Regions from separate parts of the Mus musculus genome. Here all the other regions are linked to region 1. Evidence: chromatin contacts called from public HiChIP or PLAC-seq and promoter capture Hi-C data. All regions are on one chromosome and are shown on one strand. The core of a region is the stretch at or near the end of the contact, and the rest is flanking DNA. Distances in the headings are between cores, read along the strand shown. Region 1 holds the start of Smpd3 (sphingomyelin phosphodiesterase 3, neutral). Region 2 holds the start of Cdh3 (cadherin 3). Region 3 holds the start of 1110028F18Rik (RIKEN cDNA 1110028F18 gene). Region 4 has its middle 26 kb from the start of 1110028F18Rik.

Region 1 (5,408 bases), core at 1,789-4,288:
CTTCTACAACGCTAGCTGCTAGGCACCCGGAATTCCATTCCATTGGGAATTCTAAAATTGCCCCTAAAATGAGAAACTAAATCTACTGACCATTTTTTCATGTGTCGGGCACTATAACTCATCCAGGTCATCCTCTCAGCTCTGAGGTATCATCACCTCCATTTCTCGGATGAGAACACTGGGATGCAAGAGATTAAAGCTTAAATAACCTGAGCGAGTCATGCAAGTACGAAGAGAGGGGAGAGAGTCAAACCCTAATTGCCCTGGGTATCATCATCCCCTGTTTCCTCAGTCGAACGGATATCTGATGACAAGACAAAAAAACCCAAAAATCTAAAAGTAGAAAAGCGTTTGCTGAGTCCTAATGTGTGTGAAATGCTTCACACAAGGCAGCTTTATCTATCCCTTGCAACTCTTTCAAATAAGCAAACTATAAACCCCAGAAGGCAGTTTCTGTAAGCCAGCAAATGGGTTTGAATTTCCCCACCTGTACCCTTATTAGCTTCTTCCTAACACCAGTAAACAGCATTTTATAGCTGAAGAAACAGGTCCAGCCCAGGGTCACACATCTAATCAGAGATAAAAATCAGGATTAGGACCTGGCTTCTCGACTCTAGCAGATTTTATTTAAGTACCCACGGGGGTTCTGGGAGAATCCAGGAACCTTAACTTTTTTCCTGTTTGGTACCATTTCCTGAAAATTAGCATAACTTTTGTGGGAGGGGCAATACTCGGAGTCAGACAAAAGGCCGTGTACAGGTAGGTAGGTGCTCTGTCAATCTAATTTCCTGCCCTAGCGATACTTTCAAAGGGCTCAACTGACCTCCAAGGGCTTCACCTCCGGCTTTTGGTGGGTTTCTTCGCTAGGCTTCTGTGGATGTCCACTGTATGGCATAGTTCTGTTCTCCCAACAGCCTTTGCTCTCACTGTATCCACAGACTTGGATACTGAGCTTCAACACATCCCATTTCCCTGTGCTCCTGGCAGTAATGAGTAACTCATCCTTAGTAATGAGGCTGTGTCTATTAAGTCAGCCCCAGTGGCCTTCCTCCATGATTTAGCCAAGATCAAAGCCCCTCTGCGAGGCTTACTCGAGGTCCTGTTAGGGAAGAACTAACATTTTATTCATCCTCTGCCCTAGCCTTTGTTCTGTACCGGGATAGCAGGCTTCCTTTCTTTCAGGCTCTGTTTGGAATAGTAGTCTTTCCAGTTACTTCCTTTCCCAGTGTGAATCAACTATGCACATGAAGGCATTCTTTCCAGAATGGTTGTGTTTTCATACACCCTAAACTTCTAGGACGATGACAAACAAACTATGGATGGAATTAATGAGACATCTAGTCAGTATCAGAATCTTTCCTGGGGATTCAGGAGGAAAAAATGCTACCTAGCAAGGCAGGAAATCACTGTGGAGTCCTATGATGCTGAGCAGAAGGTTTAAAGGCCAGCCAGCATCTTATTTCATGACTGACAGGTGAGAGAAGATCTTCCCAGAAAGGGAGTGGGAGGCAGGCATTTAGACATAGAAAGTAGGGCCAACAGCTAAAATAGAGGAACTGGTGACATTTAGTGGGGGAATTGACAGGAATAGCAGGCACAAATATATTTCTCTAGAACCACAGTAGTAGAAAGACCCTGGGACATTCAGACAAAATCCCAACCAATCCTAAAAGTATGAATGGCATTTAAACTTTTTTTTTTCAACCAGTAGCATCCTTCTAGTGAACATCTTTAGGAGTGGGAAACACCTTAGAAAATAAACATTTTTTGAAGGTGTATGCTGAAATCAGATAAACCGCTGTTCATTTTCAATAACTATAGGTAAATCTCAGCATTTGTTGAGTGCCTCCTGTATGTCAGAGGTTGTAGACACGGAACTATAAATATGAATAATACAGGACTTGCCTCTGCTTTATAAGTTTAGTTTCATGAGGAAGCTGGGTGTGTAAACATGCAAATCAAATAGGGGAAGTAGAGGCTGACAGACACAGAAGATGTGCAACACTCGGCAGAACATCAAGGAAGTCGTCACACATCAAGGCAACATTTAAACTGGGGCTTAAAGGATGTTGAGGAGTTGGAGGACGGCATGATGGAGGGGATCAGAGGAAGAGAGAAAAATCAGTACTCAAGGCTTGCCAGTTTCCAAAGTTCAGAACGATGCAAACGAGAGTGGAGTCCAATTCTCAAGGGACTTTCCAGCTTTGCTGTGAAAAGTGGATTTGATCCCAGAGGCCCGAGGAAGCCTGTGAAAGGTTTTAGGCAGAAGCAGCTCACTCTACCAGAAAGTACTGAAGGAGAGACTGCAAAAATGTGGGGACAAGAAGGAAAGGTCCTAGTGGCGCAAGGAATGTGGCCAGAAGAAAAAAAACAAAAAAAAAAAAACAAAAAAACAAAACAAAACAAAAAAAACAAACAAACCTTCAGTGTCAGAATTAAGGAAAAAATATAAAAGTTCAGATTGAGGTGTGAAGGTCTCCTCCAGTATCCTTTATCTCTGGTGGGGAGGAACCAAAGCGTCTCGCTCTCGATTGGCTCCACCGAGTGTTGCAGCGAGGCCGTCTCGTTACCTTTCTTCCTAGACAGGGAAACTGAGGCCCAGGGTCCTCAAGTAGAAACAGAGAGAAAAAGATAACCGAATCCGTCTTCCAAGACGCTAACCACAGATCACATGTGGTCTTGCAAGGGTCCCAAGGCCTGCCCCACTTCCCCATCCCCCATTCCCCAAGGGGCTGAGTTTGCTATGGAAACAGTCCTCCCACCCTCCTCCGCGCCTAGGGCTCCTCAATGCACTCTGGGAAATGTAGTCCATTTGTTTACAAGCCCGCGGCACGAGCCCACTCCACAGCCCTAAGAGACTACATGTTCCAGCAGGCAGAGCAAACACTTGGGCGGTCTCTGGGGGCGAGGTCCCAACGGAGGGACCGGAACCTCCCAATAGGCAACCTCCTGGGCGGATCCTGCGTCTCCATTGGCCAGAGCAGCTCGCGGGAGGCGGGGTCAGCGGAATGAGGCGCGGAGCTGTTCGCCGCTCCAGGTGCTGAGTCCGAGGGAGGCTCCGGATGCCAGAGCCGCGGTCGCTGTAACCATCGCCGCCGCGAGAGCCGTCTCTAGGAAGCCCCGGTCGCGAGGAGCTGGGAGGCGCCGCGTGCGCTGCCCCGCACCGAGCGCCCTCCTGTGCGCCACCTGAGGTGGGTGCTAAGGACTTGCTTTTGTTTTATTGAGGAGAGGGGGGCCTGGGGAGTTGATGGGACGTGTCCTCGCCGCACTTAACACCATCTGTCCGTGGAGCTGGAGGGACTGACTGCGGGCCTCTTCGTGGCCCAGGGCCTGAGGTCGGAGCAACCTCGGCTGGGTTTTGTCGTATGGTGAAAGAGCTTCTTGAGTGTAAGGGATGAAGGGCTGGAAGACCCTCTCTGGTCTCTCGTAGGAGAGCGTGAAAAAGGCTTGGAGTCTCCCTTTTCCTGCGCCTAAAGTCAAGGCTGCTTGGGTTGTTGAGGATGGAGGGACTGTTCTGGGATGAGAGGTTTGGAGATAGAGGGACCCTTCCTTACAACACCCCAGCTCGAGGCTGCAAACAGGCTGCAAACAGGGATTGGGATGTGACTGATGAGACACCTCCCCTCCTCTTAGACTCTCCTAGGTTTCGAGTTGTTAGGGAGACCCTTCCCTTTGCCCTCCTTTACATCCAGGCTCTCCCCTTATGACTTGCTCACAGTTGGGTTCTTTGTGGGATATTTGTTTTTGGGAATGGAGAAAGTGAAGGGCTGCAGGACTCCTCCCCACCCTGCTCCAAGCACTGATGGATGCTTGGGTCTTCTGTGATGGAGCCGCACCTAAGGTCTGAATAGCCTGGGTGTGGGAGGTGGGTAGAAGTGAGAGTCTGAGGTACCCCTCCCTACCTGGATCTTATTTCCCAGGCCCTCTCCACCTAGATCCAGGTCCCAGGCAGTAGAGAGTGGAGATCATCTCTCTTGCTCCGCCACACCCCGGGAATTAGAGCTCCAGCACCACGGCTAAGAGTCTAGATGGGCACCTGAGGGAAAGGACCCAGTGGTCTCCCTCTCCAGCAACCCGCAGCTCCTCCGCGTTCGCGGATCCTGGAGGGATGCTCCGCTGCATGCCGAGCGCGCTCCAGATCTGGACGCCGAGATCTGGTACCCTGCGAGCAGGGGTTGCTCTCAGGTGCCCGGCTTTCGCGCTCTGCCCAGGCATCCACGGGAGGACAAAGCGGCGGTGGCGGCACTGGCAGGCGTGCAGGGCTGGACTGCGCGAGGGGCGCGGCTGAGGAAGGGGGGCTTCGGGCGCGGCACGGGTAGCTTCCACGGAAACGTGCTAGGAGAAGAGAGAGCGAGAGAGACAAAGCGCGCTCGCTCCTCGCGGGCCCGCGCGAGCCGGGATGGAAAATCCCGAGGGAGGAGGTGGCTGTGCTGTGCTGGGTCCTGTGCCATACACTCTTCTCTGTCCCCACCTTCCAACCCCACTGCCAGTCCTGCCCCAAGAATGCGATGGGATTGATGGTTACTAGAGGCAGGACTTGTGACCACGAGGACAGGGATGACCAGGGACTCTACCTTGCAGTTGAGGGGATCTGAAGAAGCATGCTGACTAAACCCATTCAACCTCATGCCCTATCAGCTATATTAGGACAAATTTGGTTTTGTGGCTAGATGTGATTTTTATTGATAGTGGTGTGTGGGGCAGAGCGTGAGTGAAAATGTGACTGGATGAATGTGTCTGTCCATGCTCCAGTATTCACGCGTGTGCCTTGCTGTGGTGAGGCTATGCATATGGCTGGGGGAGGGGTGGGAAGAAGGAGGAGGAAGAGGAACCAAGCTTAGATGTAGAAGGTAGCAAGACAGTTATCCTTTTAACTCTCAAGTCACAGTTGCTGACCTAAGGTTCAACTTCAGGATGAAGGCAGCTTTAAACTGCCTCGGGTCCAACCTGAAGGACTGGCTATATTCCAGTCAGTGAAACTTCACAAGAATGTGACACCCTCTTTAGCCCTTTGGGCACCCAAATCTGACCCTGAAATCTTTATCAGTCCTCATTCCCTGGAGCACCTTATCATGCTGTAGGGGGCTGCCCTAATGACCAAAACCTACCTTATCACAACCACTGGCTGCCAAGGAAGATTTGGGAAGTCTGTCAATAGAGGCTGGAAGGGGTATATGAGCAGAGCTGGTAGAGCTACAGGGATATTACCAGTAATTGGTCACAAATGGAGACTCAGAAACACCAGGTACAAGCCAGTAATGGTGGCCACAAGCCTATAATCCCGCACTTGAAAGGTTGAGGCAGGAGGATTGCCACGAGTTAGAGGTCAGCCTGAACTATATAATGAGACTCTGTCTTAATATTCCTAGAAGATGAATGCAGCCCTCTCAGCCTTATTAGTCCCAGCC
Region 2 (5,900 bases), core at 2,923-5,422, 170 kb before region 1:
AGATGCTGTGTCTCCCTGTGGAGAAATGTTTTTGAAAAATGCTATAATGAAAACATCTGACTATCTGGGCATGGTGATGCTCACCTTTATCCATAGTACTCAGGAGGCAGAGGCAGGCAGGTCTGTGAGTTCAAGGCCAGCCTGGTCTAAATAGTGAATTCTAGGCCAGGCAGGGTTACATAGCAAAACCCTATCTCAAACAAACAAACAAACAAACAAACAAACAACTAAGTGCTCACAGGAGTAGGGATTGTTGACTGGTGGCTGTGAGACTCAAGACCCAGCATTTTGATTCTTCCTTCTACACACGACGGGAATCAAAAATTTACACTCAAATCCTACCTGGGCACTGCACAATGACTCTGGTAAAACCACAGCCACAGGAGTTTCTTTGCATAGTTCCAGGCTAGCCAGGGCTACATAAATGAGATCCTATCTTTAAAAAAGTGGTTGGGGGTAGGGGTTAAAAAAAAAAAAGGGGGGCTGACCTTCACAGGGGAGTCTTGGTTTCTTCCAACAGACTTACTGGGTGCTGGGCAAGCACCAGGAAGTAAAAGTTCTATCTGGGAACTCAAAGATGTTTATGAACTATTGGACAAATTAAAACCAGGAAGCTGAGCCTTTGTTTCTCCATCTTTAAAACTTCTTACAGGGTTTCTTAAGTTCCACCTCTGAGACTAAGACCTCAAAGTATTTAATATTCACCTTACCTGCTTCAAGGGAATGTTAAGAAGGTAGAGCAAGCTCAGAGTTGTAGAAGGGCTTTGAAGAGAAAGGCACACACAAACAAGGCGTTAATTATACCAGTTCATTTCTTTGAGCTCAAACTTCATAGCTGCTTGTAATATTCATAACCCAGGGGCAAGGAGGGAGGGTTGTAATATGGAAAAGTGTTGTTTGTTTGGCCAAACTTGGGGGTTTGTATGTACCTGCAGGATAAGCCTTCTAGCCCTGTCAGATCCAGGGACGCTGATGTTTCAAGAATTGGGGAGTTAGGGTGGAAATTTAGCATCAGCTGAAGGCTATGAGGAAAGATACTGGGAAGTGAGACCTGCATATTTTTGTTGTTGTTGGGGAAGTTTCATTTATTTAAGTTTATGAAGTTTAGTTTTATATAGTAAGTATCAAACCCAAGGCCTTATTCTGCCCCCGAGCTAAAGCCACAGCAGCACTTAGATATTTTTAAGAGACTGTCGCTTGGGCTGGCTCAGTGGTTAAGAGTACTAGTTGCTCTTGCAGAGGACCTGGGTTCAGTTTCCAGCACTCATATCAGGAGGCTCTCAATCTCTATACCTTCAGTACCAGAGAACTTTTCTGCCTCTGCAGGCACACGTGGTGCACATACATACATGCAAACACATTCTCTCTCTCTCTCTCTCTCTCTCTCTCTGTCTCCTCTCTGTCTCATACACACTTGGGCTAGTGGATGAAAGTGTTTGCTGAGCAAGCCTGAAAACTTGAGTTCAATATCAGGAAGCCACAGAGGGAAGAAAAATAGACTTCTGAATGCACTCTGGCCACAAATAATAAATATTCTTATTGGGTGTTTTTGGTTCGTTTTGGTTTTTTGATAAAGGGTCTCACTATGTTGCCCTGGCTGGCCTGGGAGAGCATCTGCCTATGACTTCTGATGGGATTAAAGGTGTGCATCACCACCACAGCAAACTAAGTAATTTTTTAAAAAGGAGCTAGGATTTTGCTATAGTCTCTATGTTGGGCTAAATTCCTGGGACCAAGAGATCCTGTCTCGTCTCTGAAGCAGCTGGGACTATAAGCACACCATCTAGTTTGCAAAGTCTCAACTTACTAGCACTAAGTGGGCCGGAAACTTGCTTTCACTCAAGACCAAAGTGATTTCCCATTTCCAGGGAAGTCTGTCCCGAGAGTCAGTAGTGTTTGTCGGGAAAATCACGATGTGCCAAGCACATTAGTCTACTCTGTTTTATTAACCAGGTACATTCTTGGTACAAGCCTACCATTTTCACAATCATAAACCAGACATCAGAGAAAGCAGAATTTCCTCAGGAAAAAAAAAAGTTTTAAAATTGGTGATGTCACCAGGAAGCTCAGGCCAACTCAACCATGTAATCAAAACCCTGATCAGCAACCTCAAGCCAAGGAAAGTGGCGGCTAATCTGATACTTTTTGCTTCAGTAAGGAAGATAAGACACAACTCAAAGCTATACCTGCTCTCTGAATACAGCAGAGGATGTGGAGGTGGGGGTGAGGGCTGGGGTGGGGGCGTGGGGTGGGGGGAGGTGGATTTGGCAGAGATCTGGTCAGCCATAGAGCTTCCTCAGGGAGCCAGAATTGGATTTGGGGCCCTGGCCAAGTTAACATTTTTACAGGTTGGCTCAGTTGCAGTTTGTTAGCCCGCCAGTAATAAACCCATGTGCAAGAATTTAAAGTTTATGAGGCATGGCCTCTTACTGCCTAGGCTCCGGCTCCCTACAGCCAAGCCTTTAAGGAACCTAGCCTAGCCTGGGTGTTAATTGTTTTGTCAATCTGCAGAGTTATTTGAGGAAAAAAAAAATTTTTTTTTTAAAAAAGGCGTTCTACAGACACAAGGGTCTCACTTTTCTTTTGGAGAAACAAAGGAAAGTCATTCTGCTTCTCAGCGTGGACACCCCCATATTCAAGCTGTGGACGTGTGGACCTGGAGTGAGAAGCACTAGAAAATGCTAGGTGGCAGATGCTTTTTGGAAGTCAGCAGAAACTAGAGATTCCCTTCCCACGTTCTCTGGAACTTTACTTAAGGATCCGAGTTTAACAACTTGGGTTTAAACTCCCGAGAAAAATCCCACTGTCCTCTGTAGTCAAAGAGCCCGCTAACCAGCTGATAGATGCCCGAGTCTCATGACACACTGGTGGTTCTCAGTACCGAAATGACCCTCCACTTTTAAGTTTTTGAACTTGAGTGGAGAAAATCGCAACAGAAAGATCAAAATGTGCTTTGATCGCTCGCTCGCTCACTCACTGGTCGGCTTGGGACACAGACTGCCTTCCCCCCTTCCCCCGCGACTCAAGTAATTAACATCCTAGTACCAAGACGCTTGGAGTGAGGGACCTAGTGTTCCCGGTGCGTGATGCCCTCCGCCCAGGTGTGCCAGGCCATTCGCAGGCAGGCTGCAGGGGCGCAGGCCCTCCGGGAATGGCAGGGTTAAGAGTGCATTCCAGCTGCCCGGGAAGAAGGGGGGCGGGGAGGGCAGCCTGGAGAAGAGAAACAGACCGGGTCTGTCTGTCGGAGACACAAAGCACGGTTCACAAAGGGGGCCAGAGAAGGGGCGAAGGGGGCTGCTCAGGGCACGGTTCATCTCCACACCTGCGCGGGGGTTGCGGGAGGAATGTGCACTGCGCATTCCTCTACTGTGGCGGGGCGGGAGAGTTTTCCACGTCGGGGCTGGGTGAGGGGCTCAGCCGCGAGGCACCGAGAGGTCAAGATAAGCAACAACAGTAGCAGCGAGGCACAGAAGAGCTGGACGTTAGTAGGCGCACCGTTGCTCAGCCTTCTCGCGCCCAGCCCAGCCCGGGAGCCACTTTCTACGCCTCCCGAGGATGTGGGGTGGCTCCAAGACGTCCCAGCTCTGCTCTAGACAACCTTCCGATGCGCCACAGTAAAGCGAAGCACGTGTGGTCTTCCGCACTGTGGCTCCATCCAGGCTGGCTCCGGGAGGGGTCTTACCTTTCCCCAGAACTTGGCTCGGCTCCAGGTCAGTTCCTTCCACCTCCAAGGTCACTCCAGCCTCCCCGATGAAGCCCGCTCGGTAGGGCTCGGAGACCACGCTGCGTAGCCAGCAAACCTGAGTGTGAGGGTAGAAGGGTTAAAGAGGAGGCTGAGTCACAGGCATGCCTGGTTCTGTACACCCATTCTTGGGAGTCCTGGGGGGGGGGCCCTCCGGGACAACCTTGGCCCCAAGGAGCACAGCCCTAAGATTCCCCCGACGCCCGCAGCGTGAGAACCCCACCCGCCCTCCAGGGAACAATCCGGGTCAGGACCATGGCAAAGCACTGTGGTACCTGGAGCAGGAGGAGCAGGAAGGCGTGAGGCCCACTAAGAAGCTCCATAACTGAAGGGAGGTGAGAAGGCTGCCGCGACGGTGGGGCGCGCTCTGCTAAGCTCCGGGTGCAGCTTTGAGCACCGCGGCTCGCTGGAGCCCGCGGGAGGAGGCCAGGTGCGCTCAGGTAGCTGCTGATTGGTCCAACGTCACAAGGTCCCGCCCCCTCGCAGGTGGGGTCGAGGCCAGCCTGCCGAAGGCACTCTCGAAGCCCTAAAGGTCCTCCCTGGTGCCCTCCACCGGCCTCCCTGCTCTTCTGGAACTACTTCTGAAAGGTACCCCGTGGCTCTCGCAGTCTCTGGCTTCGATGGAAAATAATCTAACAAAACAAAACCCCCCAATCCACTCCACCTCAGCCTCTGCAGCACGGGAAGACAAATATTCCATTGCTGGCAGCTACAACGGAAAAAAAGTGGAGACGCATCTGAAACCCGACAAAAAAACAGAGGCTCCCCATTCATGCTACCGGAGGCGCTGTGTTCAAAGCTTTGATGAAGGCAGGGCGTGTCTTTACACCCGCTACAGAGGGGTCTGCCCTCTGCCACTTTCTCTACCTCCCACACTAGGCCGGGGAGGGGCAGGGGCGGGGGCGGGGGAGCGCTCCCGGGTTTTAAAAGTGGCATCGAGGTCTCAAAGGACCGCGCTACGCGATCTGATACACGTGTGAGAGAATAGTAACTTCCGTTTGCAGCTGGACAAATGGAAGGCAGCTAGTACAGAAAGTCCCAGAGTTTGGAAGCCATAGTAACTTCAAAGGGCTTGAGGTAGGGCACAAGCTATTTGTTATCAGCCCCATTATTTCTGGCACCCCCAATATAAATGTTTTCTTTCTCCAAATATAATTGTTTCCTTAATTTTATGTTAAATGCAAACAATGGAGATTTTTGCGTTATTTATTATTGTCATGTATGAATGGCCCATCGCACACATGTGAAGGTCAGAGGACGACTTTGTGGAGTTGGTTCTCGCCTTCCTCCTTTAAATGGATTCTGGGATTGAACTCAGGTCGTTAGGATTGTGCATTACCTGCTGGGCCCAAACTTTTTTTTTTAACACTTATTTATGTATTTATTTATTTTATGTGAGTACACTGTCGCTGTCTTCAGACACACCAGAAGAGGGCATCAGATCCCATTACAGATGGTTGTGAGCCACCATGTGGTTGCTGGGAATTGAACTCAGGACCTCTGCAAGAGCAGCCAGTGTTCTTAACCTCTGAGCCATTTCTCCAGTGTGCTTTACCTGCTAAACCATCTCCTTTGTCCGTTTTTTGTGTTTGCTTGTTTGTGTGGTTTTTTTTTTTTTTTCTTTTGTTTTGAGGCAGACTCTCACATTGTAGTCTCAGGCTGGCCTTGAATTCATTCAAACCTTCTGTCTCTGGCTCCTAACTGCTGGAATAAAAGACAATGACCCACAATGACCAGCTTAACAATGATGACTTTTTAAAAAAAGTGTAATGTGTCTCAGGCTGGCCTGAAACTATGCACCTGGGATGGCCTTGAACTTCCGATTCTCCTGCCTCTACCTTCCTAGTACTAAGACCTTGTACCTAGTACTAAGACTTGCCACCCCATGCACAGGTTCCAACGGCCCCATTCCCCGTGCCCTTTCCCTGTAAAGGCATCTCTCCCCCATCCCCTGCCCCTCCTCTCTGCAATGCTGGAGATTGAACGCATGACCTTGCACACCTGCCAGGCAAGTAAGTGCTCCACTGCTGAGCTGCAGCCTCAGCCCTGGATGAGACAAGCCTTCTGAACCAACGTATCCCCCCACCCCCATTCTCCGAGTGCGCCTCATCTTGCATTGCTCTCCAGAGAATCCCAGGATGATGCTTTTTCTCCAGCT
Region 3 (5,783 bases), core at 2,754-5,253, 250 kb before region 1:
AACTGAGGATAACCAGGAACTTCTGAATCTCCTGCCTCTCCCTTCCCTGTGCTGAGGTTACAGATGCGCACTGTCAAATGCTCCATCTATGGTACTGGTGACTGAACCCGGGGCTTTTTGCATGTTAAACTATTGTGGTATCAACTGAGCTACATCCTCAACCCTTTCCTTTTCATTCTGATGCAGGTCCACTTAGTTGCTCAAGCTGGTAGCCTAGGCAGGTCTTAAACCTGTAATTCTCCTGTCTTGGATTTCTAGGTAGCTGTGGTTACAGCCTACATCACTGACTCTAACGCTTGCTTAATTTACCGTCTGTTGCCCTGGCCGGAACTCTAGTCCTAGAGTAGCCAAGAGGAGGAGGCAGGCAAATGGCAAGAGACTAAAGTACTGCTATTAGTGTCCTTGGAAAGGTTGGAAATCTAGATAGAGTTTTTGTCTATTTTCTCTACAGCGTTGTCCACCAAGGAAGAATTTTCCAGTATGCTGAGGGCTGGGATAGTAACCCTAAAGGAGGATTGGCTCCAAGGACAGTGGGGACAGTTTATCTTGCAGCTTTCCTGCAGAGCAGAGATTTTCCTTCCCATTTTACAGAGAAAGCAACTGAGCCACAGATCAGTGATCACAGTTTCATGACAGAGACAGCCTTGAGGCTGGGGTGGTGCCACTCCAGGACGAATCCAGCACACAGTCCCCAACCCAGACTTGGTGCCTATCAGCCTGGGCTTAGCCCATGAGGAGTGGCACTATTAGGAGGTGGCCTTATTGGAGGAGGCATGGCCTTGTTGGAGAAAGTGTGTCACTGTCACTGTGAGGGTAGGCTTTGAGGTCTCTGTGCTCCAGCCCCTACTAGTGGTTTGGGTGTTATGTTTTATTTGTTTGTTTGTTTGTTTGGGTGTTCATTTGTTTCATTTTAATTAATTATTTATTTTATGTGCATTAGTGTTTTGCCTGCATGTATGTCTGAGTGAGGGTCCCCTGAAACTGGAGTTACCTACCATTAAGAGCTGGAAATTGGATGGGGGGGACCTCTAGAAGAATAGCCAGGTCTCTCAATTGTTAAGCCATCTCTCTAGCCACTATGTAGTCATAGATGACCCGGAAATGGTTGTGAGCCACCATGTGATTTCTGGGATTTGAACTCAGGACCTTCAGAAGAGCAGTCAGTGCTCTTAACCGCTGAGTCATCTCTCCAGCCCTGTTTGCTTTGTTTCTAAAGGATCGAGACAGGGTTTCTTTGTATAGCCCTGGATGTCCTGGAACTCACTCTGTAGACTAGGCTAGCCTCAAACTCAGAGATCTGCCTGCCTCTGCCTCCCAAGTGCTGGGACTAAAGGAGTGTGCCACCACTGCCCGGCTAGGATCGTTTATTTTTATTGTATATGTTTGAGTACTTTGCCTGCATGTATATATGTGCATGGTGTGGCTGGTGCCATGTAGGTTGTCAGCAGGTATGTGAGTGCTGGGAACTGAACCCACATCCCCTGCAAGAGCAGGAAGTGCTCTTAACTGCAGAGCCAACCCTCCAGTCCCCTTGCTCCATTTTTCTGTTTTCTGAAATGGAGTCTTGCTATATGTAGATTGGCTTCAAATTCACAGTCCTCCTATCTCAGGCGGCTGAATGCTGGGATGACAGGCATGTATCTGACACCACACACCTCTTAGTCACAAGCTTTTGAACAAGCCATTTAAACTCTCACTAGAGACTGAGGATTTAGCTCAATGGTATCATGCTTTCCTCGAAGGCTAAGGTCATGGGTTCAAACCTAGCACTGAAAAAACAAAACAAAACAAAACAAATAGGCCTCTCTCTGGACTCTCTCAGTTCTTTCATCCTTCCAAGAAAAATAATTAAGCAGCTATGTGGTTGAGTAGCTCTAAGGATCAGGTGAGGTGGCATTTGCCTTTAATCCCAGCCCTCAAGAGGCAGAGAAAGAGCCTGGGTGGATTTCTGGAAGTCTGAGGCCAACCTCAACTAAATAGTGAATTCTAAGGTAGCCAATCTCTGTAGAGAGAGAGACCCTGTCTCAAAGAGAAAAACAAACAAACAAACAAAAAACAGAAAACAAACAAAACACCCCAGGTGCGGTAAGCTAAGTAAACACAGCAGACAGGAAATGTTAAGTAAACATTAACTATTATCATTTCCACAGTGCACATTACTCAGTGGCCAGGGCTTTTCCTGAGCCAAGTCCACAGAGAGCAGGCCCTCTCCAGCCTAGAGAGTTAGTCAGTCAGACCTCCTGATAAGGGGTGGTAGGTCTCTCCCATTGTACAAATAACTTTGGTCTTAGTGATGACTGATCAGGACTGAGAACGGCTGTTAAGGCCAAAAGCTCTGCAGCAACCTGTGTCACCTCCATGCAAACAAACAAACAAACAAAAAAAAAAAAAAGAGAGAGAGAGAGAGAGACTGCCTCCCTTCTCAGAGTGGGGTGTGTGTGTGTGGAGGAATCAGGCCAATATCAGACCCAGCCTAGGGGAGAGAGAAAGCCCCTCCCAAAGGGCAAGCCCTCTTGAAGTTTGCCAGCCAATGAAAATAGCTCCTTGACAGTCAGTTTCACCCTGGCTAGATAGAATCACAGATACCAAGGGAAGGGCTGGAAATTCACTGTGTGTGTGTGTGTGTGTGTGTGTGTGTGTGTGTGTGTGTGTGTGTGTGTGTGTGTGTTGGGGGAGTGTCTAGAGACAAACAACTCTGCTTTTGCTTTGTTTGATTTAGAATTCCAGGTAGCCTAGGCTGGTCTAAAACTCACCATGTAGATGAGGCTAGCCCTGAACTTCTGATTTTCCTGCCTCGATCTCCTAAATAGTAGGATTACAGATGTTTGCTAACGTGCCCAAATTGCTTTTATTTTTTAAATTAAAACATTGTTTTCTTAGACTATATATTATTCTATATCTAGAAGTGATGTGTGGTGTGTGGGTGTGTGTGTACATGCGCACACGCACAGGGTACATGGATGTGTGTGTGTGTAAATTTTCCTTACTATAAGGAACTTTGAAGCCAGCATGATAATGCACACTTGTAATTCCAGCCCTAAGGAGGCTGGGGCAGGAGGATTATAAATTGGAGACCAGCCTGGCCAACATAGGGAGTTCCAAGCCAGCATGAACTACACAATGAAACCCTCCCTCAAAAAACGTCAAGGGAGGAAAGAAACTTTGTGTCTCACTTTTTTTTTTTTTTTCAATTCCCAGGAGCTAGCCAGAACATATTGTAGGGAACTGGCTGGTGTGATCTGAAAGCAAAATGGTTTTCCTTCAGTAACTCTGTTTCCCCTCTAAGATAACAAACAAGCCTAGAAGAAGTTCCCAGTTTTCTTCTAACCCTAGAAAGTTTGAGCCCATTTAATTGAGTTGATTAATCTACTTATTTATTAGTTAGATTGTTTGTTTTTGAGAAAGCCTCTCTATGTAGACCAGGCTGGCTCACAGAGATCTCCTGTTTCTGCCTCCAGAGTGCTAGGATTAACAGTGTGTGTCACCATGCCTGCTCTTTCAGCAGATCCTACTGGCATGTGCCACCACAACAGGCCATGCCTGCTCTTTCTGGTTTTGCTTTAGTTTTTTGTTGTTGTTGTTGTTGTTGTTGTTGTTGGTTTGTTTTTTTTTTTTTTTTTTTTGAGATAAGGTCTTGTAACTTTAATTCTTTAAATCCTATTTTTAATGATGCTTTAACCTCCCTTTTAGCTCACCAGCCACCAGAGGTAATGAAAAAGAAAGGATACAGGGGTCAGGGGAGAGTAGACCTGTTTAGGAAGGTTCTCTGGAAATCAGTTCAGGTCACAGGTTACCAGGCAGCCGAAGCTCTACTCACTCACAAGCATTTCATGGATACACCAGCAGTCCAGTTCAGTAGAGTTGGATTAGTAACAGTGGTGACAAGACCTAGCAGAGCCAGCCAGGCTTCAGCCTGGGCTCCAGTCAGCCGGAGGGATTAGGAGGAATGCCAGGAGAAGTTCTCAGCTATGCCTCTCTCAGGGAAACGAACATCAGCAAAGCCGCCACACCCATAAGCGTTGCACAGCTAGCTCTATAAGCAAGCCAAGCGCAGCCTCTGTTACTATCCCTTGACTCCTTCAAACATCACGTGTCCTCCACATATCTTGCCTCAGACGGGTCTTGCCTCAGCATGCGCATCCAATCAGCCCAAGTCCTTGGAAGCAGCAACAAACTGCAGCACACCCTCAGAAGCTTTTTGGTGCATTTCTCTCTGGTGTCCCAACAAATGCAGCTCAAAGCATGCAATGGGAGGCAGACCAATACATGTTAGCAAAAAAAAAAAAAAAAAAAAAAAAAAGAAAAGTCCTTCATCACGTGCCCTTTCACATGCTTGCTTTAGCAGAACATCCTCTCTCCTGTGTCTGCTTCAGTCCGCCTTAGCCTTTCACACCTGGGTCCACTTTAATGAAATGTTCCTTCAAACTCGAATGTTTGCCCCAGCAAAACTATCCAACCAACTTTCCAAAGAACCATCATGTTTCCATGTTAAGGTCTCATACTCCAGGCTGATCTGGCACTCGGGGGATGATCCTGAACTTCTCATTCTTTTATTCCCAACTCCCTAATTCTGGGGAGCTACCACAAGTACCCTGGATATTCTGTCTATGGGATGGACCGCAAGACTTTGTCCTTGCTTCAGAAGAGCTCTGCCAGCTGAGCATCACCCCTGGAGCTCCCAGCCTTTTTTTTTTTTTTTTGGTTGGGGGTGGGGGGCAGGGGAGTTGAGACAGGGTCTCTCTGTGTAGCCCTGGCTGTGCTGGAACTTGCTCTGTAGACCAGGCTGGCCTTGAACTCAGAGGTCCACCCATCTCAGCCGCCCAAGTGCTGGGATTAAAAGCATACACCACCACCAACCTGGCAGCTTTGTTCTCTTATTATTTTGAAATAGAGTCTCATTAAATTTTCAATACGGCTTTGACCTTGCTCCATAGCCCAATTGGTGATCCTCCTGCTTCAGTCTTCCCAGTAGCTAGGATTATGGGTGGCACTGCCAAGCAGATAATTTTGGACTTCTTGGCATTGGAGGCTATATAGTATTCTGGTTGCCATTTCTTCCCATAGGAGCCTTGGAGTTAGTTCTCAACTGAGTGAAATTTATGGGTCCTGTCCATTGATTTTCAATTTTCAGCTCAATCTCCAGACTAAGCACTGGAGGAATAGTTACAGTTACAGAACAAAATATAAATGTTCTGAATAATGCATGATGATTAAAAATTGCAAGCCAGGCACTTGAGAGGCCAAGGCAGGCACCGGGTTGCAAACTGTTCTACTCGTATTAGGGAAGTCTGCATGGGAAGCAGCGGTTCCTCTTTCCTCTTAGGGAAACTGAGAGGTGGTAAGATTATCCATGGCCAGTAGTAGGCAAACTGGGGTAAGATATAGTGGACCAGGCACTGTGCTAAATACCAGCAACAGAAAAAAGGGCAATAACATTATCTACATAGAATGACCCTTAGTGCTAGGGTGACCAACTGTCTCCATTTGCCAGAGATGAAGGGTTCCCAAGACAAAGGACTTTACATGCTAAAACTTGGACAACCCCATATAAACCTCCGTAAGTCAGTCATCTCAGACTCAGTAAGCATTGAGTGACCTTCTGCACTTGAGTGTGCGTGTACACATGAGTGCCACTTAAGCCTGTGTTGGTAGAAGGGCTGGGATTTAGTTTTTCCACATTTTATAGGAGGCAAGGTGGAGCTGGCCCGGTTGGAGGCAGACTAAAGCAGGTGGCAGAAACTTCCTGTCAGGGTTAAGAAACCAGAGCCATAAAATAAGGGCAA
Region 4 (5,927 bases), core at 1,116-3,615, 220 kb before region 1:
CAGACACTTCTCAGCTATGCCTTCTCTGACTACGAGAACTGAGTCCTCACTCCAGTTTCTTTCCTCTTGGCCCTACCTCAGCTCTCTCTTCTCCTTAGTAAGCCCCACACATTTAGCTTTTATGAGACAGTTTCTCATGCAGCCCAGGCTAGCCACATACTCTCTATAGTATATAGGCAAGGCTGGCCTCGAACACTTGATCCTCCTCCTTCCACCACCCAAGCACCAGGATTAGAGGTCTATGCCACTGCACCAAGACTCTACACATTTTAAAACCAGAGTCCGGGCTGGTGAGATGGCTCAGCGGGTAAGAACACTGACTGCTCTTCCAAAGGTCTGGAGTTCAAATCCCAGCAACCACATGGTGGCTCAAAACCATCCGTAAAGAGATCTGACGCCCTCTTCTGGAGTGTCTGAAGACAGCTACAGTGTACTTACATATAATCAATCAATCAATCAATCAATCAATCTTTAAAAAAAAAAAAACAGAGTCCCTGACATGTCAGTTTGGATTTTTAGCTGCTTGCTGAATTTCATTTTTTTCATCACCAACAATGGTACCTGGCATAGAACAATTTGGTCAATAAGTAGATATTATGTGGGCTCGAGAGATGGCTCAGAGGTTAAGAGCACTGACGGTTCTTGCAGAGGTCCTGAGTTCAATTCCCAGCAACCACATGGTGGCTCGAAACCATCTGTAATGGGATCTAATGCCCTCTTCTGGTGCATCTGAAGACAGCGACAGTGTACCCACATACATGAAATTTTTTTAAAAAGTAGTTATTATGTAAATGAATATAAAGACCCTGGAATAATGCCCACTACACGCAAAGGGGCCTCAGAAGAGGCTGGAAGGACTGACATAAGAAATAGATATATCTTGAAAAACCAAAAAAAAAAAAAAAATATATATATATATATATATATATATATATATATATATGAATAATGGTGCCTTTAATCCCAGCACTTGGAAGGCAGAGGCAGGTGGATATCTGACTTCAAGGCCAGCCTGGTCTACAGAGTGAATTCCAGGACAGCCAGGGCTACACAGAGAAACCCTGTCTCAAAAAACCAAAAAAGAAAAAAAAAAAAAAAAGAAATAGAGAACCACGGTCACGTGGGCAGCCCTGCCTTCATGCAGGACCTGAATAACATCTGAAGGATATTTTTGTCCCGTGTGCCTGCACTTTGGCTCCAGCTGTAACTTCTGGCAGGGTAAGGTGTGACCTTGTGATATTGGTCAAGTGTTCTACCTTGGAGTGTAGTCCAGGAGGCACCTCAGTTGGATGCTGTTCTTTAGTAACCACCAACCTTTGTTTGTTTGCTTGTTTGGCTGGTTGGTTGGGTTTTTTTGAGACAGAGTCTCTCTATGTAGTTCTGGCTGTCCTGGAACTGGCTATGTAGCCCAGGCTGGTCTAGAACTCAGAGAGTTCTGCCTGTCTCTGCCCCCTGGATGTCAGCATTAAGTGCATTTACTGTCGTGTCTGGCAGAGGTTTGAATCTCAGGATAAAAAGAGGTCTTCGGACGGAGATACCTCGGTTGGTAGAATGCTTGCTTGCCACTCATGAAGGATTACGTTCAATTACACACTTCATAAACTAGGCGTGGTGGTATATTCCTGTTAGGTTAGCATTTGGGAGGCAGAAACAGGAGAACAGCGGGTGAAGCTACATAGAGAGTTCAGATTGGAACAGCCTGGGACACCTCAGGTGTCCTCAAAGAAAACATAAAGGCCCATCCTTGTCACTCTGTCTCTCCAGGTATCTACCTGTGTAGATCAGGCTGATCTGGAACTCTCAATTCCTTTCAGCCTTCCTCTTAAATGCTGAGATTACAGGTACGCACCCTGGTGTGCCACCACACCCAGCCCAGCACTTCTCCTAACTCTCTCCATTTCCTTTTCTTGACTTTGTTCTAAACTTACTCATTTTATTATTGTACGTGTACAGATGTTTTGCCAGCATGTATGTTTGTGCACTGTGTGCACACCGGGTGCCCATGTAAGTCAGAAGAGAGCTTTGAATCCCTTGGAACTGGAGTTATGCTTGTGAGTCACCATGCTGGGAATTGAATTTGGGGCCTCTTGCAAGAGCAATACGTGCTCTTAACCACTGAGCCGTCGCTCTGGCTCTCAATTCCTTTTTAAAAGGAAGACATAAAAAGCTCGTTGAGAGACCAGACCATAAGCAGCTCTTTGGTAAGGGTCGTGGCTCATCAAGCAGCGTCCGTTCAGACACCATCCCCATCATCAAGAGAGCTTTTTCATCCACTGACTCAACAAGTATTTACCGAGCATGTGTTCTGTGCAGGCGGAGCTGTCTTCGCAGGCAGACTTCCATGTAAGGTATGCCACAGCCAGTGGCCCTGTGGCATGTGCCCTCCCTTCCTGTGGCCCCACCCTGCCAAGCCAGGCTGCAAAGGCCAGCCCCAGCTGTGGTTTGGGAGAATGGCGCCCTCTGCTGGGAAGGAAGGGGACGTTCCGTTCCTTTGGGCAGTCTTCCCATGGAAGCTCACCTTCCGCGGAGGATCCCTGTATACGGATGTGTATGGGATGCCGTCACTCCCATCAACCTCCTACATCAGTAGGGCCAACGGTCATCTTAAACAGCCCTCCCGTGCTAGGCATCCTTCAGAGAGCGGAAGCAATTTGCCCAAGGCCTCATTCAGAAGGGCAGGATCTGAATTTGGTCTCTGACCAACAGTGGCAGCTTACACCTTTAATCTTGCACTGGGGAGGCAGAAGCAAGTAGATGTCTCTGAGTTCGAGGCCAACCTGGTCTACAGAGTGAGCTCTAATACAGCCAGGGCTACACAGAGAATCCCCTCCCCGTCTCAAACAAAACAAAGCAAAAAAGAAAGCTGAAGGTGGGAAGGAAGGCTCTGCCTTCTTTGTGAGCAGGTGATCCACGGAGTTCCCCAGTGAGTCAAACTAGACACATAAAGGATGGAACGCTGGTGAGGGGGCTGCTCCAACTGTCAGTGGTGGCCTGTCACCTAGCTGACCTCTCAGACAGTCCCTGCCCTGACTGGACTTCTGGCCATATTCTTAAACCCCTTCTTCAGGCCACACAATGACTGGGTATGCAGAGTTACCTACACCTTAATGGAGGGGAAAACCCCAGGAAAGACTGCTTAGGTCAGCCACAAAGTCAAAAGGCCTGCTACTAGGATGGATGACCTCACTTGGGGTGAGGGGTGTTTGTAAGGAGAGTGTGGGAGGAGGGGGCTGAGGAGATAGGACTCAGGGAATCCAGAGATCTTTCTCAAAAGAAAGCTCAAGGGGGCTGGGTGTGGGTTTGTTTTGCTGTTGTTTTGAAACCGGTTCACCAGGAAGCTGGAGGCTGGCTTTGAACTCTCACTTTGGGATCTTTGGTTCAGGCATCCTTAGAGAGTCACTTTTTCTTTTCTTTTGGGCTTTTTAGAAGCCTGGGGACAGATTTGAGAAGATCTGACAGGCATTCTCAGTACCAACTAGCCATTCCAGGTTGAGCCTTCGACTCCAGAGAGCCCTGATCTCAATCAGTATCAGCTGACCTGGAGGCAGCTTTGAAGCCTCCACAAAGCAGATGCCCTGGACCGTTTGACGTTAGAAACAAAACAAACCCTTAGGACTTATGTTCACAGATGGTGGCGGGGGCAGAGCAATACCAAATTGGGATTGATGGAGACAACGGAGGGGCCCCCACACTATTGTGCAAACGTGACACAAAACATGATTGCAACACACCGGGTAAACGTTGGAGGGCACACACAGCTGATAAACTACAAAAAGATCAGCCAGATACCCAGGCAGTCCTTGTTAGCATGCCATCCCATTAGTTGTGTATGTGTGTGCAAGCGGGTGCAATTATCACTCACCAGGAATACTTAAAGATAGTGACTTACACTCTGAAATATATTTTTTTCTTTAAAAAAAAAAAAAAGCAAATAAAATCAAACTAAACCACCACCACCAACAACAAAAACTGCGGGGCTGGAGGGACGGCTCAGCAGTTAAGAGCACTACCTGTACTTCCAGAGGTCCTGAGTTCAATTCACAGCAACCTCAAGTAATGGAATCTGATGCCCTCTTCTGGTGTGTCTGAAGACAGCTATCTATAGTGTACTCATACATGAAATAAATCTTAAAAAGAAAAACCAAAACACCCTTTTTTTTTTTTTAAAAGTTTGTATGTTCATTTGTGTGTGGGTCTGGGAACAACTTTAGGACGTCAGTTCTCTGAGTCCCAGATCAGCAAGCACCTTCCCCTGCTGAGCCATCTTACCAGCCCCTTGTGTCTTGCTCTGGAACCTACTGACCACAGATCCAAAGTCTCACCTTGCAGCCCGGAAGCATATTCACAGCGGGAGAACGATCAGTATGGCACACACCCTGACCACCGACGCCAGGCCTGTACTTCCCAGACGCTCAGGCCAGTGACCGTTTCCCCATTGTCAAAGTTGCCTAGATTCATTCACAGAGGCCAGGCTTGGCTGTGAAAAGCCATTTCTCCCCTGGCACCCTCCACGAATCCCAGGAGGGAAGCCGAGTGAACAGTGGCTGTTTGGTTTTGTGCAGCTGCAGGTAGGATTTCCCTGCTTCATTCAGCCTCCAAGAGGGGAGTCAAAGATAAGGGGCAGCAGGTGCGACTGGCTAGGACATCCGATCCCCCTGCTTATCAACAAGAACAGCAGGGGGACCAGAGGCTCAAAAGAAAAAGCAGGAACAGCCTTGGTCTGAGGTACAGAGATCAAGAATAGGTGAGAAACCCACATAATTCCCTTGAATATTATTATATTATCAGTTAAGTGCATATGCATGGGTATGCAGGCCACTACCACACACGTGGAGTTCCTAGGACAACCTGGGAGTTATCTACCACGTGGGTCCCAGTGGGCACACTCAGGCTGTCAGCTCTGGTGGCAGGCACCTTCAACTGCTGAGCCATCTCACTTGGCCCCAAAGTTCCCTTTAGATTTCATTAGGTGACATTAGTTGTCCTGATATCAAACCTAAGCATACAACCCAATCACCTGGGGTCTGTCTATAACTCAACTGCAGGCTCCACCCCCAGCATTCTACTCATCAGGTGACAGCTGGGGCTTCTAGGTTCAGGATGGATTAGAAGTACAGCTGCTTTGAAGATTTAACCACTCCTGGATCTGGAAAGAGAGCCCAGCAGTTTAAGAGCAGTTGATATTCCTACAGAAGACCTGGGGTTTAGTCCCCAGTGATAGGACAATACAGAGAGGTTCTCCACGTGGAAGCTATCTTAGGTTTGACTAGAACTTGAGCTCCTTGTTGGAGACTCCCATGAAAAATCAACCAACTCTACTCAAAGAACCCAAGGGTCAAGATACCCCAGCTAATTTATATTGGTTTCTGTTAAACTACTTGCTTGTGCAAAACCTCCTGTTTCGGCTAACTGCTTATCTTAGCTTCTGTTACAACTACCTGCTTGCTCAAAAGCAACCCTTCCCCTCCTTGTTTGCTCAAAAGTGTCCTCTGCAGCAACCAAGCAAGAGACCAGATATGTTTTTTGCTTCAAAGCCCCTTGTTCTAAGACCTCAGGGCTACACTGGTGTCCCTGGACCCAAGTGTAATCCTGGTCAGCTGGAAAAAAAGAATTTCAGTTGTTTACAGACTGTGTCTGCGTGGTCTTCTTTGGTGGGCTCCCCATAATACCAGCACTCAACATGGCAGCTCACCACAGTCTGTTCTTTAACTCCAGTTCCAGAGGAGCTGATAGCCTTCTGTGGCCCCTCTGGTATGTACACAGTGTACATACATACATGCAAGCAAGACATTCTTTTTTTGTTGTTGTTGTTTTTTTTTTGTTTTTTGTTTTTTCGAGACAGGGTTTCTCTGTATAGTCCTGGCTGTCCTGGAACTCACTCTGTAGACCAGGCTGGCCTCGAACTCAGAAATCCGCCTGCCTCTGCC

The links. Promoter capture Hi-C pulls out the DNA fragments that hold promoters and counts their contacts. HiChIP or PLAC-seq counts read pairs in DNA pulled down with a chosen protein or histone mark.
Region 2: a promoter capture Hi-C map of embryonic stem cells shows a contact between it and region 1, with 3 times the contacts expected there. The contact joins the promoter of Cdh3 here to the promoter of Smpd3 in region 1. A contact is called at or near these places in 2 of 39 promoter capture datasets (cranial neural crest and embryonic stem cells), 2 of 484 Hi-C or Micro-C datasets (the AML12 cell line and embryonic stem cells), 3 of 115 datasets of contacts at active chromatin or transcription factors (bone marrow-derived dendritic cells and embryonic stem cells) and 1 of 9 other capture datasets (adipose tissue).
Region 3: a FOXA1 HiChIP or PLAC-seq map of pancreatic cancer cells shows a contact between it and region 1. The contact joins the promoter of 1110028F18Rik here to the promoter of Smpd3 in region 1. A contact is called at or near these places in 1 of 39 promoter capture datasets (the SN4741 cell line), 1 of 115 datasets of contacts at active chromatin or transcription factors (pancreatic cancer cells) and 1 of 9 other capture datasets (adipose tissue).
Region 4: a FOXA1 HiChIP or PLAC-seq map of pancreatic cancer cells shows a contact between it and region 1. The contact joins the enhancer-like site here to the promoter of Smpd3 in region 1. A contact is called at or near these places in 3 of 484 Hi-C or Micro-C datasets (embryonic stem cells and nephron progenitors), 4 of 115 datasets of contacts at active chromatin or transcription factors (embryonic stem cells, neural tube and pancreatic cancer cells) and 3 of 9 other capture datasets (adipose tissue, embryonic stem cells and pancreatic islet).

The regions. Positions count from the first base shown.
Region 1 is chr8:106,335,595-106,341,002 of GRCm38.p6, reverse strand. It overlaps Smpd3 (sphingomyelin phosphodiesterase 3, neutral), which reads left to right and starts at 3,038. Exons shown (of 9, transcript NM_021491.4): 1 at 3,038-3,191. It overlaps 4930506A18Rik (RIKEN cDNA 4930506A18 gene), which reads right to left. Exons shown (of 3, transcript NR_126091.1): 3 at 5,249-5,408.
Region 2 is chr8:106,509,124-106,515,023 of GRCm38.p6, reverse strand. It overlaps Cdh3 (cadherin 3), which reads right to left and starts at 4,172. Exons shown (of 16, transcript NM_001037809.5): 1 at 4,018-4,172; 2 at 3,683-3,800. The coding sequence starts at 4,065.
Region 3 is chr8:106,585,363-106,591,145 of GRCm38.p6, reverse strand. It overlaps 1110028F18Rik (RIKEN cDNA 1110028F18 gene), which reads right to left and starts at 4,003. Exons shown (of 3, transcript NR_045470.1): 1 at 3,729-4,003.
Region 4 is chr8:106,557,794-106,563,720 of GRCm38.p6, reverse strand. No RefSeq gene overlaps it. Among named protein-coding and RNA genes, the nearest start is that of 1110028F18Rik, 26 kb to the left of the region's middle. Within about 2 kb of position 2,365, at least 137 of the 459 cell types and tissues checked have an H3K27ac peak or open chromatin away from gene starts, as enhancers often do. A contact at or near this core is called in pancreatic cancer cells, where this site is marked.